Linked DNA regions of Zea mays: region 2 is linked to region 1. Evidence: chromatin contacts called from public Hi-C data. All regions are on one chromosome and are shown on one strand. Each heading gives the region's core, a stretch centred on a gene start, on an enhancer-like site or on the middle of the called end of the contact. The rest is flanking DNA. Distances are from core to core; before and after follow the strand shown.

Region 1 (6,245 bases), core at 2,801-5,300:
GAACGCTTTTTCAAAAGTAAGAAAGACAATGGAAAACATCAAAAACCTGGAGAGAACAACTCAGCTGAAGATCCATGCAATGACAACAAAGAGACAATACCAGCAACCACATCAAAAATTGATTCTTCATTGTATCAACAAGAGGGATGGGTTTTAGATGATCTTCGGAGGTTAGCAACATTTCCTGAGCTCTATTGTTTCTTTCACCTTCACACTTACTAAAAATAAAGTGATTTAATGAACATTGGTTACAGGTTGCAGGTCACTGGTTGGAAGAAGCTATCTAGCTACAATAGGTCCTCCAGATGGGGTACAAGATGCAAGCCCAAGATGGAGGCATTTAAAGAGCTGAAGCTTCAGAAATCCTCAGATGATATGGTTGATGAAATACTTTCCACTCCAAATGAAGATGGTGGCCGCAATCCAATTCAGGAGAACGAACATGATAAGCTTGAAAGTGATATTGACATGATACAGGCTAGTGAAATGCAATGCCATGGTGCTAGTAACCCTAAACCTCTGCAAACGAGATTAATTAGAATGAAGCTTCTGCAATTTGACAAAAGTAACAGGCCAGCATATTATGGATCCTGGAGGAAGAAAAGGTTGACATTTCAATATTCATGCTGCCTATAATTTGTCATCACTTTATATTTTAGTGCTATATCATGATTTATGCTACAATTATCTGCAGTGCTGCTATTAGTCCAAGGTGTCCATTTAAGATGGATCCTGATCTTGACTACGAGGTTGATAGTGATGATGAATGGGAAGAGGTATTTGCTGATATTCTAGCATCTTTTTTTCTTTATTGGTAAGAAATTCATATTTTGTTTTCCGCACAGGAGGATCCTGGTGAGAGTCTTTCTGACTGTGAGAAGGATAATGATGAATTTATGGAGGAAGATTCCAAAATTACAGATGAAGAGGATGAAGATAGCTTTGTTGTGCCTGATGGCTATCTCTCAGACAACGAGGTATATATTAAATAAGTTATGTCTCCTTTTCTAATTTGAGTACCTCATTTGTCTTGGTGCAATGCAACTTTCTATGTTAGTTTCAATTAGTAAATCCAAATACCAGTTTTATTGACAAAAGTGTGAACCAAAATATTGGTTAATCTGCTAGATGTTAAGTAACCAACAAAACCCCAATTCTCTTATCTCACCCTGAGAGGTGCATGCTCTATTCTGTAAAGGTTATCTACTAATCGCTTATCTGCTGAAAGGATGATAGCAGTGAGAATTGTATTCCATGGTTAAGTGTTGTGCTTGCAAGAAAATAAAATAGTGGGATAAAGCAAATGTACACAAGCGCCGTAGAAATTAGGAAGATACAAGTTTATGTATGAATCTATCCATGCACTTATAATGCACTTTCATATCTGTTCTACCCATAGTTGTTAAACTGTGATTCTGTCATCTAATTTTATGACTTCACAATCTTAGTTGTTTGGGTCGATTCTATGATTATTAAGTAGAATCTAGAAATAGGACATTATGGTTCTAGTAGTTATTAATACTAAAATTTGTGACCCTACCATTGAAGTTTCAATCTGACTCATGATTGTTATTTTAGTAATCTTGGTCCTAGGAGGGAAGTTTTTCCTTGGTTTATCCCTTCCCCAGACGTGGGAGCTTTCAACATTGAGTTTACCCTTTTTTTGTCCTACCATATGTGGTGCCAGGTGCTATTGTTCCTCAATTAAATGTGCAATATTGTTTGTTTCACTGTTGGAATTTACTTCCTGCAGGGGATACAAATTGAAAGCCTATTGGACGATAAAGAAGAGGAGGCCAATAGCTCCCCAAATGGTCAGTGTACAGAAGTTGAAGAGTTCAGGTCTCTGCTCCGCCAACAAAGAGTCCTGAACACTTTGACTGAGCAAGCTCTCCGGAAGAGCCAACCTCTTATTATATGCAACCTAAATCACGAAAAAGCTGAATTACTGACTGCTGAAGACCTCAAGGGAACGGAAAAGATTGAGCAGCTATGCTTGCAAGTTCTTTCAATGCGCATCTGTCCAGGAGGTGCAATTGTTGATGTGCCTCTAACTGACAGCTCATCTGCAACTGTTGAGGAAATTAACCAACCCAATGTGAAGAATGGCTCTCCTGAGGCTGCATCTGCTATACCAGAAACAGACCTGCCAGAATTTGTAAGCACTGAGTGAATGATAGCAATTGATATCTATTGCTAGAAGATAGCACATGCAGCTCTATTTCTCATTTTGCTTTAACTCCAATGCAGGTACAGGTGATAAGATCATGTCGAGATGGTATCCACAAGGTGGTGGAATTACTGCAGCACAAGTTTCCAAATGTTCCAAAGACTCAACTGAATCGTAAAGTGAGGGAGATATCTGACTTCATTGACAATCATTGGAAGGTAAGGATGCTCTCACAATGAAAAAAATCCCGTGCCTGATTTTTCAGTACACTTCCACATGCAAAATTGATTTATCATGTTATGTACGTTGCCTTTGTTTCTCTGCAGGTAAAGAAAGAGATTCTTGACAAGCTAGGGTTGGATTCGTCACCAGGTACTTGTATTAGGCTATTAGCTAGTTAGCTTTTGTTTCAGAAGTAGGATCCATGCATATTTGTCCTTGGTTAATATTCTTACCGATCATATTACTTGTTATTCAGTGAAACCCAAGAAGAATAAAAGCATAGCTATGTACTTCTCGAAGAGATGTTTACCTCCGGAAGAGGCTGTCAATGCTCTGGCTGCTTCTCCTGAGTTGCGGTTGAAATCTAGAAATGGTGGCCGCGAAGCTCCCCAGATCAATCTGTTCCCCTCAGAGCAGTAAAGTTTCTAATAAAGGTCCCCTGAAAGTTGGATTAGGGGTCAATGAAGCTACGAACCCAGATGAGCAGAAAGCTCAGCTATCCATGTAAAGGCTAGGAAGTGCAACTCGGTTTTGCATCGTCACCAATGGAAGATGGTCTTAGTGCAACATGGGTTTTTGTCAACATCTGGATTATGTTTTCAGTGCTGGACATGTAATTTTAGCCTGAAAGTAGGTTTTTATTCAATTATTTGGCCTTGATGTGATTAACATGTATGTGTCCTGTTGTTAGCGCAAGGAATTGCTACAAAGTTGGCCATCTGCCGCTTGTGTGTTGTTAACATTATTCTGATTCTGGCAAGGCAAATAAGCAAACATGTCTTGTGACTGCTCAATTGACAGCTTTGGGCAGAAATTAATTTTTGCAACCTGTTTGCATCAAATCTGATGAATGCACATGTTAATAGTAGCAAAGGTAACAAAAGCAATAATATATATTTGCTTTGGTATTTATTTATTTTGGTTGAACAGTCATAACAGTACACCGTAGTACAAAAGAATGACAGCAATAGTACAATAATAGAATAGACATCAAAGAATCTCATTTTGAAGGAGCCCAGGCCAGCAGTGGATGGGATCAGACATGGTACGATTGCCAGTTCTTGGCCTGGAGGTCGTCGTCGTCGTCATCCTCGTCGAGGCGGAGGGAGAAGGCAAGCGCGAGCGCGGCCCACTCGAGGACGAAGATGGCGGTGCCGAGCCCTCCGACCATCTTGAGGATGACGGCGCCGTCCTCGTCGCGGACGTAGGACTGGAGCTCGGCGAGGAAGTCGGAGGTGCGGGTGAACGCGAGCAGCGCGATGGCGCCCTGGAAGATGGCGGTGAGCGCGGCTCCCGCGGTGTGCGCGTTGTGCCACTGCGCGGGCGTGGCGGGCGCCGTGAAGGAGCCCGAGCAGCCGGCCGCGGAGAAGACGGCGGTGAGGGCGTGGAGGAAGAGCAGGAGCAGGCCGCACGGGGACGGCAGCAGGCGCAGCGACAGCGTGAGGAAGATGCAGCTGGAGGAGGCGCCCAGGAGGACGTAGTTGCAGAGGAGGAACGCCTTGCGTGTGTGCGACTTGGCCGCCATCGTCGCCGCCGCCGTACTCGCTCGGAAGCTGTTGGGTTGGGTCTTGGAAGCCTGCCGAGGAAGCGGGATGCCGCTGGCTTGCGGGGCTTTGCGGGCGAGGGGTCGAGGTCGAGAGAGGGAGGTTTGGAGTGGGGTGGGAGCGGCGGAGTGGCGGGTACTTATGCGGGGTGGCGCGGAGGATTTGGCCGTTGAGGCTGGGGGCGCGGCGGTGGCGCGGCGGTGGTGAGGACTGAGGAGTGACCGAGTGAGTCCGACAGGGCAACGGGCAACGGCTAGTCTGGTGGTGGGGCTCGTGGGGGCCCGCCCGCTCGCTCGCATGAGAATTGAGAAGAGAGACGTTGCTGCATGAAGGGAGTAGTTGACTGAGATACGCTAAAACTATTTTCAGATTTATTTTTTTTACAAAAAGTCGGACCTTGATTTTTAGATCGGCAGATTAAGGTAATCATCAGCGGAGCGTGTATATAGACGTGTAAAATTGTTTTACATGGTAGGATATATTGTTTATAAACTGAAGTTTAAAATAGGGAACCGCTCAAGATAAGTTTAACTGATCCAACATCTCTACATAATAAAGTATTGGAGTGTAGAAATAGTAGAAATCATGTACGAATTAAAGCCAATCGAATAGGTCCGAGAGATTGATCGTCGGACATTGTGAATAATAAAACATCAAACTAAAAGTCGATTCTCGTGGTATATAGAAAAAAAAAGTGTTCCAAGGCATGTCGTAATAGTCAGGCGACGAGCATTAGACCAATAAGTCCTCACGATATATTGAAACAGAAAAAGTGTCGTAGGCACGTTGGACTAGTATGATGGCAAGCATTAGACCATACAAAACTGCTCCTTTTGTGTTAGGGTTCTTTCTATAAGATCATTGGACCCTGTAAACAATGGCCATGTTCGACCAATGAGTTAACTCTGACAACCTATGTTAAGTGACTAGAGGGTTTCATTTTCTTCTGACTGGTCTAACAGTGAGTGTCAGATTGGACTAATTGTGTTCGTCAGACCATACGCTTGCAACAGTAATTGAAAAATCTACTTCTAATATAGTAGTACATAGTTTTCATCGTGTCTCGTTAGATCGTATGATATGTGTCTAAGGCTCACTCCAACGGAGCAGCCATCCGGCCAGGCAAAACTAAAATAGCTGCCCTGGAGCCACTGTAGAAGTGCAATTCTTTTTCCAACGGAGCAGCTAAACGGGCCAGGCAAAATGGAAGACATGAGAGAGAAAAGCCATATTGCCTGGTACTGTGACCGACAGCTAAATTCTTCGTTCTTGACTGACCACTAGGCCCAACGTCTACTCCATTCCAGCTGAACGTATGGGTGGTTGTGTTGTTGGAAAGATCTAGCGTATGGCTGGCCAGGTAAACTACAGATACCAGCCAAAAGTATAGATGGCTGCTCGATTTGCATGCCTCCCATTGGAGTGAGCCTAATGGATGAGCATCAGACAGTCTAACGGCGGCAATAAATACCCTACCAAGCGACCTTATTAGTGTATAAGAGAGTATTATGTACCATTGATCTCATTGAGTTTGATAGAGTCAAGTGAGATTTTCAGCTTATTACTCTTGGCGATTGGCGTTACCTAGACGGTTCGGTGGTGATTGGAAGTATGGTAATCACTCAGAGAGTTTGTGTCCTGACTCGAGACTTGTATATAGTTATGAGTGGTTGAGCAAAAGAGTCTCTTACTGACTTGGTTAGCTAGTCTAAATAGCACTCTTCAGAATCTGAGTTCGACTTTATATGGGCGTGATTGGTTGCCTACACATAAGATTTGAAATATTTTGAAACCTTGGAAAAAATAGAGGATGGGCGTCGTGGCTACTGGACCTTTGTTGGACGAAGAATGGCCACCTACTGTCGTTGAGTGCACGACCCACGCTTAGGGTGTGGTTACGATCCAAATATTTATTCACAATAAGTTAGAGTCTTAATTAATTTTAGTTTAAAAATAAATAGGAATATAATCTCATTCTAATCTCATTCGATCTTTAAATTTTATAGTGTAAAATATAGATCCCATTACCACCCCAACCTACACTAGAGTGCGCTATTTAGGGAGCGATTGATTCAGGTGGCTCAACTGAGCCTGTATTAGATTTAGAGTCAGGCTTAGTTGAGAATGTATGCAATGGACTAGGTTTTGTTTGATTGGTTCCGTTTCTCTGTTTAACCAGGTTCAATATCTTGATTGGTTGGCTAGGTGAGAAAGAAGTCGAAAAAATATTTCATATAGTAAGTGAGATATACTTTTATTTATAAAAATATCAGTAACACAAAAGTGAAATCAGTTTCTTAATTAGATGC
Region 2 (6,347 bases), core at 503-3,002, 180 kb before region 1:
CAGTTTTGCCTGTTTACCAAAAAAAAAAAGATCACCCATTCAGAATATCTACATTGGGGTCGCTCGAAGGATATGCAGAAACTGGAGAGCCGATATCTGCTTTGCTATTGAAAAATTAAGGGAAAACAATTGTGCTTGCTTAATCACGGTTAAAATGTACAAATCACATCGTTGAAGTTACAACCATAGTACATAAGTTATTTCCACAATATCTTTTTTCATCTAGGAAAGAATTGTTTCCCGCAAATTGAGCAAATCATAAAGAATTGTATCAGCAAGTACCTAAGATTCATGTCCATTTCATCTGAACAACATTTCGGTGGAGGGATGACATAATTCGGGGAGTAAACCTGCAGAAGCAACAAGAGGAATATGAAAGCTTCAAACAAGAACAGCAAGATACAAGATATACAGAGTTTCCCCCCATTTCTCCTTGTTTCTTCTGCACTTCAGTTACTTCGAAATAGATTGCTCATAGACCTACTACATCTATCCCAATTAATAGCCAGTACTAGACACTGAAAACTCTGCAAGGTCAAAGTAGCGTGTCCCCATCTAGAAATGATATGGTACACAGCATGAAACAGAGAAAAAAAATGCTAGTTTTGGTATTGTAGCAAGATGATAGAAACTCCCACCTGGTTGCAGATTTCGCATGTAATATTTCCCTTCTTGTTGCACCATCTCTGTATGCATTTCCTGTGGGCAAACTGCGTACAACCAACGCCAATAGGTGAGCACACAATTAGCATTTTCTTCAACAGATACTCCAAATGGGGGTACGTATTAGGATATGGATTATCGCGATTGAAATTTCAGATAACTCTGTAACCTCTGAGTTTTTTTTGTCTTTTAATAAATTCCTGTAGGGGCTTCGACCCCTCCAGCCCCATAAAAAAACAGATAATCGGATGTGTCTGAAGAAAAGTATATAACGTGCTGGGAACAAAACCCAAAACAGATACTGGGGATACTGTTTAGACAAACCCAAAACTAGCGGAGCACCTTGCAAATACGGAGGCCAAGTGAACAGATGATGAAACACTGTCAGTTTGACACCGTTTCACTTGGTAGAACGAAGATACAGCAAACACTACATAAAACTTTCATGCTGCTACAGTGCCAAGCCTAGAGATATTAGAGATGTCCACAATGAAGAACAACGAGATAATCACAGAAAAGAAGGAAGCAGCAGGCTGAACATAAACATCGACATAACCAAAGGAAAATTTCCAAAGCGCAGTGACCAGAAGAAAGGGCAAGCAGAACTTCAGAAGCACAGAAATTGCATCTTGAAACCTGCCCAGCTCCCAAACAATCACCATTCTACTCCAAATTGACCAACCACTACACTTTGACTCACCTCAACTCAAGCATCCAGACAAAAAAAAAACTTTCAGAGGGAGATAGGGAAGTAGGGAGAGAGAGAGAGAAACAGGGGAGAGCGCACCTTGAGTGTGCCAGCGCAAGCGCAAGGTGAGTCCATAGCGGCCTCCTCCCCCTCCTCCTGGCATATCCGGCACTCTATGATCCCCTTCCCGTCCACCCCCATGCCGAGCTCCACCTCCACTTGGACTTCGCCGCCGGAGCAGCCATCGCTGGTGAGCTTCTCGGTGCGCGCCATCTCCAAGACGCTTTCTTGGAGCAGATGGTAAAGTACTAAAGTCTGAGAATGAGCCAAAAGGCGGGGCCTTTGTAGCTCCGGGGACACCAACAACTCCAAGAACAAGAAGAGGGAATAGGGGAGAAGAAAATACAAAAATGAGGTAGCCTTTACCTTTTCTACTGTTTTATCAATTTCTTTATTTCTTTCTCGTTCCAAGCCTTGCGGTTTGTTTGTTTATTTGTGGGGTCCAATAATGGGTCAGTTATTGGGTTAGTGGGGTTAGTGGGCAATGGCTAGCTTCCACTCCTGCTAGAGTGTTAGTGGAGGATGAGTTGATAATGACACGCTGATACTGAAAAGTCTTTTCGTTTACTTCTTAATTTTTCTTCTTTTCCCTGAAGTGAAATAGTGAAACAACTGTCTCTGAAATTTGTGGGAAAAAAAAACAACCTCTCAAAATTACCGTTCACTCTTGTCTGAGCTGGGCTCTAGGTGACTGTTAACTATGGGAAGGCACTAGGCAGGGCTGTGACTAGAGCGGTAGAATCCCTTTTGTTTTGTTCTTCCTATGCCATGATTGTACAGTTGGTTCTTCCCTTTTGTTTACCTATATTATTTCCTGACTTTTCTTGGTTTGCTGGTTCCATCACCCGTGTTGCTTCCAAGAGTAGGAGGGCATCTTTAGCTGGAGTCCTAAACTGTACAGTTTCATCCAATGAAAGCCAGACAAAATCGGATATAGGGCTAGTTTGGAAACTTAAATTTCGTCCGGAATTTCTAGAGTTTGAGTAAAAAATTAGCTCATTTTTTCCCAATCTCTAGAAATTCTGGAGGAGATTTAAGTTTCCAAACTAGCCCTAAGACGGTTGTCCGGACCAAGCAACTCTATAGGGTCAGAACCAAATAAAGCCCAAGTACATAAGCAAACTTGAATAGAGCAAGCATTCCAATTTTTTTAACAAAATCGGGTTTTTTGTTGAAAGACGGAATTAGATTGTAAACACACGGTGCAGATGATCATGAAGCACGGTAGCTAGTAGGTCCATGAAGCAATGTAGGTGTACTGGCTTCGCTAAACAAAATGTCCATCACTATTATAGTGCTTAAGACTTATACTGTTGTGCAACAGGTACACTAACGAATAAGAGTGTGCACTCTCGGCTACCTTTTGACGTGGAAACGTATGGTTATACTGTTGTAATTATTCGAAGCTATAGATATTGAACTAATTCTGAAGGGAAACACCAAACTATACAATATTTTGAAAGAAAAAACAACAAACACCTGGAAAAAGCAACATTCATCATCATAGTCATGTGGTTGCCTACCTCTTCTACGGAAGCCTTAACTTTTGTGGAGGCAAGGTTTGATGCGTGTACTTGGGTGGTTAAACCACCATTGCGTTCGATTTCAACGAGAGGTTGCTGTACCATTTCGGACTGTGAATCTGTCTGTCACCCTCTGCAACTAAACACCGTTATCATTAATTCTAGGCCAGCTTGTAATGTCACATTTGCGTTGCAGATATTTCTGTTTTGTTTTTGGGAATAATGCAGCTACTTGTATATTCATTCGTCTGAACCAATGGTGACAGATAAAATAAGCTGGTACCTAATCTGCTCTGGCTAATTTGGCTGCCAAATGAGCGACTTAATTCTTCGCCAAAATAATTGATATAAACAAGAGGACGTACATATTAGGTGGCTGAGAACCCAATGTATGCTAAAAAATCATTTGTATGGCTGTCTGCATTCAAAATGCTTCACAGCTGGGCTGGTGTGGCTCTAAGCCAAGCTCAGACCAAAAAGGAAAGATGCTACATGATATTTCGAAGAAGAAAAACGCAGTAGCAATTATTTGTGATCTAGCAAATCCTGTTGGTTGGGAGTTAAGCATTGAAGGTGTTAACGTGTATCTATTCATCGTCAGAAAAAAAAATATTGGAAGCGTGATAGGAATATAGAGAATAAGGTGGTAGACCAGATCATCCCAGGTCCTGAGTCTGATCATGTTTCCTAATGAAATGTCTTCTTTCTGGTATAATGACTTGGCTACTACCCATGACGTGAACATTTCAGCACTGAAACAATAATGTCAGGAAGTTGCAAAATACTGTCATGACAGGGAATTCTCATGGGCCATAGAATCAGAAGTGCAAATGTTTAGGGCCGGGTCTTTCTCCTCTCCAAGAATATATGCGGCTGGTTTTCTCTGGAAAAAAAAGGAACGAATAATATGTGCAGTTGGTAGGTCACTGGCGATGTGGGGGAGTGTGAACCTTGGGAGGTGGGGAGCACCCGGAATGATTGATCTGGTAGTTGGAAGCCGAGTTGTCAACGGATGATACTCCAGACAAAGCGGATAAGATCTTGTTGTAGTGTGCGCTGGAAGCTGAAGCTCTAGTGTGTTATCATTGTGGGCATGGACCTCCCACGCGCATTTTCTTCAGTTCCAATCATATGTGCAGCAGGTTCCGATTTCTGAAGCGTATGCTCGCTGTGTGTCAACATGTTAAGAGAGGCGAGTCGGCCACTCATATCTTCAGAAATGTTTCAGTTGCAACTCTCAACTCAAAACGGTTGCAACGGCTTTCCATTCAGTACATTCATTCATAAGGAATGGCACATGAAGAAGGTTGATAAATGCATGCAGGCGATATGCATTTCTTTCTACTCCGAGGAACCAGATTCCTCCTGTAAATCGTCATCAGAGCCAGGTTTCTCCTCTGGATCATCAGAGTCAGGTGTCTCGAGCTGAAGGACAACATTGAACCCAAATGCTGATCCCGGCGCGAACGCGGACTCCATCTCGCCTTCGGACTGGGTTGTCTGGATCTCAGGTTTCACCTTCAGGTTTTCCTGATTTATTAGTAGCAAGTCAGTGTCATACCTACCAGTGACGGGTTTTTTTTTTTGCCAAGTGTTATCTGAACTGGCATTCACCTTCTTGACAAATTCTTCAATGGTGATGCTCAGTATTTCCTGAAGAACGAATTTGGTGACCCGGCTCTTGCCAAGCATCTGCAGCAGGATGCTGCTGGGTATCTGAAGGACAGAAACAGCACAATCTCTGCTCAGTTGGTTCTGAAGGAGTACAAAGTACAAACTGAAAGATTGTGCAGTGCAGGCTTGATATAGCCGGCACTTGTGGTTGAAATCTAGTTGCTAACAGCTGCGTGTACTCATGTTTGATCAAACCGACTGTTTTTTTTTTCTATAGGAAAAGGACATCATATATATATATTAATAGAGCATGCCTTGGAAGATGATAAAATGACTTTGAATAATTTGCATTGGTGAAGCTGATCGGAAAAAAAGGTCCATGTGCACTTACATTTGATGTTTTCCCTTCGAACATCCAACATATGTGCATGCAGAGGACACAAAACGGTTAGAAGTTTGAATTACTTGAGGCAAACAATTACTAAAATATGTCTTGTAAGAAACGGTTAGTGCCAATGTGAAGCAAGAAAGAACGTGACATTAATAAGAGATAGAGAGAGAGAGAGAGAGAGAGAGAGAGAGAGAGAGAGAGGTTGCGGTGTGCTTATGATGATCAGTACCTCCTTTGGACTTTCTAAAACCAGGAACCGGTGGCGCATCACGGGCCAAGAACGTCAGAGCCTCATCAAACACCTTTTGCGTCGCCTTTCCAGGCAACTGCACTCGTACCTGCATACAGAGAAATAATTGACATGGCCAGATCAAATCAAAAGATTCAATCTGTACATCTGGACAGCTGAGTTGGTTGGAGCTCACATTAATCTTTTCACCGTCGCGGGATACAACGGACGTCTTGACGTTCTCCAGCGACAAATCGCTCTTCCTGTCGGCCTCAGTGACCGATGAGCCCTGACCTGCACGCATTTCCTAAAGACGTTAGCAATATCTGAAACTCTGAACCATGTAAAATGTGGCTCTGTGTTGAACATAGTTGAAGAACTCGCAGTTCACCTGATCCAACTGCAGACACCGGCAGGAATGTCCTCCTTCCTCCAGCTGAAACAAGCAACCTGTGAAGGCAAACGTGGAGACTGAAGACTGAAAATCTGAAGATGACAGGCGACAAAGGAGCCGCGTCCAGTTTGTTTACCCGTGGATATGGGTCGGACACTTGCAGGCACCGCATGTTTTGGTGTGGGCATGGACTTGACCGGTCACCTTAGGGTTGAGGGCATGTTGGAACGAATCAACAGGGCAACTGATGAGCTGAACTTTCGGGAGGGGAGAGGGAGTGCAAGGACGGGGCGGACCTGGAAGTAGCTGTTGCATCTTGGCCTCAACTGAACCTTGGGGAGGGTTGCAGTAGCAGCCGAGGCCATGGAGGTGACTCCCGCAGTCCGGCTGCCTGCGCTGCCCGGGGACCGTCCAGCTCCAGCCGGCCGCAAAGGCTCAGGGAGAAGTCAGAGAAATTGGAGCCGTAGAACGCTTGAATGGCATCCAAAATTATCTGCAACACTGCAAGTCTGCAAATGCAGCAACGAGAGGAGAGAGAAGGAGCCCTTCGTTCGTGGGCTCTCGCTCGGGCCCTGTTCTGGGATTGAAATGGGCTGTCGACGCACAGGATACTTGGGCTATATTCCAGATCTCAATGCATCTACTCACTATTGCACTTCTTTCACTTCTCTACTCCTATAGAACACGCAATTTCAATGGTTGATATAACTCATTGTAATTGTTCACAACTAAGAAGGAAATAAACAAAGGAGTACATGTTAGGATCTATGGTGCCTAGGATCGAT

What was found. A called contact is a pair of places that touch in the nucleus more often than the background predicts.
Region 2: a Hi-C map of leaf shows a contact between it and region 1, with 5 times the contacts expected there. The contact joins the promoter of LOC100194187 here to the promoter of LOC100277214 in region 1. A contact is called at or near these places in 3 of 25 Hi-C or Micro-C datasets (ear, leaf and tassel).

Annotation. Positions count from the first base shown.
Region 1 is chr3:172,902,987-172,909,231 of Zm-B73-REFERENCE-NAM-5.0, reverse strand. LOC100277214 reads right to left here and starts at 4,050. Exons shown (of 1, transcript NM_001150848.1): 1 at 3,268-4,050. The coding sequence starts at 3,917. The coding sequence ends at 3,429. LOC103650893 (chromatin assembly factor 1 subunit FSM) reads left to right here. Exons shown (of 13, transcript XM_008676481.2): 6 at 1-170; 7 at 255-605; 8 at 695-776; 9 at 846-977; 10 at 1,754-2,158; 11 at 2,251-2,388; 12 at 2,497-2,542; 13 at 2,649-3,210. The coding sequence ends at 2,812.
Region 2 is chr3:173,078,764-173,085,110 of Zm-B73-REFERENCE-NAM-5.0, reverse strand. It overlaps LOC100194187, which reads right to left and starts at 1,752. Exons shown (of 7, transcript NM_001349849.1): 1 at 1,451-1,752; 2 at 639-710; 3 at 283-350; 4 at 1-9. The coding sequence starts at 1,624. It overlaps LOC100274034, which reads right to left and starts at 6,037. Exons shown (of 7, transcript NM_001148417.1): 1 at 5,699-6,037; 2 at 5,560-5,618; 3 at 5,365-5,462; 4 at 5,169-5,277; 5 at 4,940-4,953; 6 at 4,549-4,650; 7 at 3,504-4,464. The coding sequence starts at 5,877. The coding sequence ends at 4,276.